Regions from separate parts of the Columba livia genome. Here region 1 is linked to region 2. A link is a contact called in public Hi-C data. All regions are on one chromosome and are shown on one strand. Each heading gives the region's core, a stretch centred on a gene start, on an enhancer-like site or on the middle of the called end of the contact. The rest is flanking DNA. Distances are from core to core; before and after follow the strand shown.

Evidence for each region. Hi-C and Micro-C count contacts between places; a contact is called where the count stands out from the background.
Region 1: a Hi-C map of liver shows a contact between it and region 2, with 3 times the contacts expected there. The contact joins the enhancer-like site here to the promoter of SSC4D in region 2. A contact is called at or near these places in 2 of 2 Hi-C or Micro-C datasets (crop and liver).

What each region holds. Positions count from the first base shown.
Region 1 is chr20:6,272,816-6,275,515 of bColLiv1.pat.W.v2, reverse strand. All of the region lies in intron 6 of DTX2 (deltex E3 ubiquitin ligase 2), which reads right to left. Among named protein-coding and RNA genes, the nearest start is that of POLR2J, 25 kb to the left of the region's middle. Within about 2 kb of position 1,330, at least 1 of the 3 cell types and tissues checked has an H3K27ac peak away from gene starts, as active enhancers do.
Region 2 is chr20:6,239,048-6,241,747 of bColLiv1.pat.W.v2, reverse strand. SSC4D (scavenger receptor cysteine rich family member with 4 domains) reads left to right here and starts at 1,389. Exons shown (of 10, transcript XM_065037351.1): 1 at 1,389-1,506. The coding sequence starts at 1,389.

The DNA.
Region 1 (2,700 bases), core at 81-2,580, 34 kb before region 2:
CAACACGAAAGTAGGCGTTTTCCACATCAGGGGTGTGTCAAAATCCCCTGGAAAAGCATTTCCAAGAACTGCCACAAGAGGAGCAGGAGACAAACAGGAGCCTGGGCAAGCCCCAGCCTTCCAGCTCCCAGGCCAGGAGCTCAGGAGCTGCTTCAGGGGCTCATCGGCAGACACCACTGGGGATGCAGCTCTTTGCCTTTTCCAGAGGTGAGAGGTGGGAATCCTCAGCTGGGACCTTGCTCCTACGCAGCGGATCACAATCTGCCGCCAGCACAGACCTGCAAGGGGACGCAATGGGTCTGAACTGTCTCAGCTCAGTGCTCACTGCACCCAAAGGTCTGCTGGCTGTGTGCTCCATGATGTCCCTACTCCAGCCTGGCACTTCCCATGCAGGACAGTTGGAACCAGGCTCTGGCTTGCAACCACCAAAGACCTACGCAGTCACACAGGAGAAAGAGGCTTCAGCTGCTTCTGCTCTGCAGGTTTTGGGAAGCCCCATGTGAGCAGGACTTTCTGTTACCCGCCGTGACTCCATCCACTTCCACAAGTACCTGACTGTGATGGCCACCACGTTCTCACTCCTGAGGATCTCGTGCTGCCTGCCAGACTGAGCACCAAGTCCTTCTAGACCGTGTTTTCCAGGTGGCTCTTTTTGAAGCGACCTTCTTGTCTCCTCTGGCTACGGGCTGGAGAAAGCAATGCCAAAAAGATGCACAGACAAGGTGGTGAAGACAAGTGAGAGAAGCGAGAAGGTGTGTTACACCAGCAGCAACACCCGCCCGGGACTCGACAGAACATCCCGGTTCACCTGCACTGCAAATCTGAGCGGCTTTAGAGAAATTTGCCTTGTTTGGGACAGCAGAGGACGCTCCTTCATTTCTCTTGCTGTTGACTTTCCTTTGTAGCAGCTCAGAGGAACAAAGAGATGACTTGCCCAAGAACTGGCCAGGCTCATTTGAATCAAATCAATGAAGGGAGACAAAAAACCCAGTGCAGAGCTGGGTAAGAGTGAGAATGAGAAAGCTCTCGCAAGGTCTGTGGGGTACAGCAGGGATTTCAAGCAAAGCAAATGGCATTACACCACCTCAGCAGCTGGCATTGGGCCGGAGCTGCGGACAATCAGGCAGAAAAGGGCGATGCAGCTCTCAGCCATCCTTAGGAAACCCAGGCCTGATGGGTTTGCATTGTGGCATCTCTGGTCTGTTCCTGTCACTTTGCTGTGATAACGCTCTGATGCACTTATATCCACCAAGCTGTCTGGGGGAGCCCAGACACCTTAGCAAATCTGTCCCCAGCTGCAAGTGCTTCATTGTCCAGTCCCAAGGAAGCCTTTTGATGCACAGAACTTGGTTTCAGCAATGGCAGCAAGCCCACACAGCCTTCCTTGCCTCTGAAGGGAGGCTCTTCTGCGGGCAGAACAGCACATCTGGCAGGCCAGACCACAGCTGGAAGGCAGCTGGGAGACACGGCACCCACCACCAGCCACATCTGCTCCAGCACATTAATCGCTTCCTTACCGGACCATTCGCTCCCTAAAAGTGTTTGCCTCCAAATCTTTGTTCTAGCCATCCCTTGGGATCAAAGCCTGTTTTGATGATCCAACAGTTTTCAGGATTCAATAGTGAATTGAAAATGCAACAGCAGAATCGACTGATGCTTTTTATCACCGGCTGGCCGAATGCTGTGCTATTGATTTATCTGGGATGTGAAGGAATGTTTACCATTCTTTCATTTACAAAGAGAGGAATAACGATTTTTTTAATGCTTCCCCTTCCTCCCTGTACATAATAAGTTGCTTGCTGAAGCAAGGGCTTTCCACGGGCAACATCTGACAGATGTGTTTCAAATCCTTGCAGCAGCAACATGCCTCCTTCTGTATCCCAAAATGAGCCATATGGTTCGCAGCAGACTCTTTTTTTGATACCCTATGCATACCAGACACAGGTTGTTTCTAGTTATTGCTACGGGCACCCATGTCTCATCACCTCTGGACCCGCAAAGGTTGGACCTCCTGGCCTCAGTCCCCAAGAGGGCTGTCCAGAGATTAGGAAGGTGAGAGGAGATTTGGTGTTAAAACCAGGTTTCTTCACTTTTAGCATTAAAGAGCATCCCAGTTATTACAGCCTGTCTCCTTCAGCAGCCGTCCCCCATGGGAACAGAGAGTTCCCCCCAATTCCATGGGGTTCCCCAGTCCCACCCATCCCATGGGTCTGCAGATGGACAGAACATAAGAGGAGCAATCAGAATCAGCTGGGATTACACCCCCCATCCAGCCAGATCCCATCCTGGACAAGCATCCTCACCTCCACGACCACAGCATTCCACACATGACTGCCCACCCCAGAGAACACACGCAGGGAAACCTCCAAGCCAGGGGAAAACTGCATACTGATCTGCACCACAGACATCACTGCCAGAACAGCAACAACGGTAATGAGTCCTGACTAATTAGTGCCTTTATTTAATATAACCCAGCTAGTCACCATGCTGGCTGCAATTCCAACAATGCCGCCTCGACCTGCCTGCGGTCAGCGTTCGCAGTGGCAGAAAGGAGCAAGCAGGGGTACACTGCACCCACCACCAGCTATTTCAGCACCAGTCTGGTGTAGGCAGCTCACTGGTGGCCTCCTGGGCTCACAGCTCTTGCTAGAACTGTGATGGAAAAACCCGGAGGAGTGTGGGAAGGGAAAGGGCACACGA
Region 2 (2,700 bases), core at 140-2,639:
AACCATTCAATGATTCTATAAAAATCAAAAGCTTTGTCTGGGGGCTTGGGAGCCCACCCAGTCAATGGTCTTGAGGGACTGGGTGGACACAGCACTGGCACATGGCCCCACCTGGGTGCTGTTCCCACCCTGTGCCTCTGCATCAGAAAACCAGGAGGAACGAAAAACTGGATGAGGCATTTCCTCGATGGGGTGTTTGGTCACCAATACCCCATAGTTCACTGTCCTTTCCCCAGTTTCTCACCATCAGGAGGTGCCTCAAGCAGCAGCAGATGGTGCCCATCCCTCCAAGACATGTGCCTGGTGTAGGCTGGACGGATTAATTTTAGGGCTCTGCTTAGCTGAGATTTACAGCCTGGCTTTAGAGCCAGCGTGTGAAAGCATCCTCACGATGGCACTCCTCCCCAGCACACACTGCCATCCCAGTGCTGCTGGCAGGTCGGCTGCTGGGAGCACTGGGGTGCTGCTCTGGGTTCTCAGAGGTGTAACGGGGAGCAGGATCAGCCCCCATCCCACTCCACAACAGGGCAGGAGAACAGAGCTGGAAATCCACTGCTTTGGCAGTAATTCCTGAAGGGAACAGTAAACTAAGGGGAAATGGCATCTTGTGATATTTAATCTCCTCCTCACTTTCTGCCTGACATTCCCAATTGCTTTCCATCTTGTCCCCATGGCATTTGCATCTCCATCTCCCAGGTGAATGAGGTTGTCCCAGCAGACCCCAGAAATTTCTGTCTTCCTGCAGAAATGCCTTTCCCTGCTTTTTCCCTCAGGATGAGAGAGTGGAGACAAGGGGGGTGTCTGGGTAAAGCCCCCAGGATGGTTTAGGAAGTGCCTTTCACGTTTCTGCTCCTTCCCAATGCTGCCTGGATTTAATGCGTGTCCCACTTTGCCCATGTGTAGTAGGGGGTATATGGCATGTTTGTGCTGTGGGGTTGGCTTGTAACCTCGTGCAGGTGTAACAGGAGGACAACCTCCATTTGGATGCAAACAGGATGGTTCCCTGAACATCCTGAGGGCTGAAGACCCTGGGTGAGACCACCAAGGCCCAGCATCCAGGTGTCCTGGTGGGTCTGGGGTCCAAACTTCTGCCTATACAGTAGCCCAGCCCTGAGGTTCTTGCTGCTTCCAGTTTTGTCTCATGGCTGGGATGTGGCCCTGCAGCTTTCTCTTACCACTCAAAAAAACATCTCTTGTTCTCAATAAATACAACCTGGGCTATTTTTCATGTTGTTCCTGGCCACTGCTCCAGCAAGTGTCAAGGAGGGACTTCTCTGCAGGTCCTGCATGGCCTGTCATGGGGCAAAGGCTCTCCTGGCCCTCACCAACACTGCTGTCTGCGTGTTTCAGGGACAACCTCCTCTGGACACCCATCTGTGGGAACAGCGATGGGACTCGGTCCCCACCCGGCCAGCCGGCACAGCGCGGGGACACCAGACATTGGGGTGCTGCCCCTCTCCCTGACGCCAGTCGCGCTTCTCCTCTTCCTCCTCCTTGGCCCCACCGGTGAGCTCCTGTATGGTGTGGTGGGCAGCGGGAAATGAGGAGTGTCTTGACATCTCCAACAGCACTGAACATGCATAGGGATGGAGGGAGCAAGTTCAGCTCCTATCTTGTTTGGTAGGACAAGGGTTGATGGTTTTAAATTAAAGGAGGGGAGATTCAGGCCAGACATGAGGAAGAAATTGTTGACACTGAGGTTGGTGAGAGCCTGGCCCAGGTTGGCCAGAGAGGTGGTGGATGAACCATCCCTGGAGACATCCCAGGCCAGGCTGGATGGGGCTCTGAGCAACCTGAGCTGGTGAAGATGTCCCTGCCCATGGCAGGGGTGGCACTGGGGGAGCTTTGAAGGTCCCTGCAACCCAAACCTTTCTGTGATTCTCTGATTCTGTTACATCGGTCCCGAGTCACTACTGGTAGGAACTGTCTGGCTTGGCTGGGAAATGTGTAAATCCAAACTGGAAAAAGCCATTTGCTCTCAAATGAGGGTCCACACAAGCACAGCATAATTATCCTGGCATGACTTTATTAGAGTAATTACAACCAGGTGGTTGGTAAAACCTCACTGCCTCAGCAAAGCCCTGTCAAGACAAAGCCAGCCCCAAAACAGGCAACTAAGGTGTAGTCAGACACCGTAATTGGATTAAATCAATTTTTACAGTTTCTACCCTCTCAAGTGGTGCTTCCCATACCCCCGACCTGCTGGTGACCTCCAGGGCATGGGGACCCCAGGAGGACCCTGATGGCTCTGCCACTGTCCCCTGAACCACTGGGCTCTCCCAGTTCTCTTCATTAATGGGCAAGGCTAAGTTACAAATGAAGGGTAATTTATCCTCCCATTTGGTGGTTTAATTTAGCACTATGACCTGAAAGGGATGGTGTTTACTCTGAGCTAGTTCCTGCTTTTCTCTTGGCTTTGTGAAGCTGGATCAGAGGAACGTGGAGGGCTCACTCTCTTCTCCAAAACTGCCGGTTTACCCATTCCTCATTAATGTAGACACACCAGGCATATTTTTTTAGGTCTCTCTTGACTTTGCCGGAGGATGCTCTCAAATGAATATTTCAGAGTTTTGATTTTGACTTAAAGGGAGATGAATATTGAATATTTAACAATGTCCTTTTTATCTGCCGCTTTTTCAGCACTGGAGTGGACTAGGTGTTAAAAATCAACACAAAACAGGATCAAAAGCTCTTCCTTAA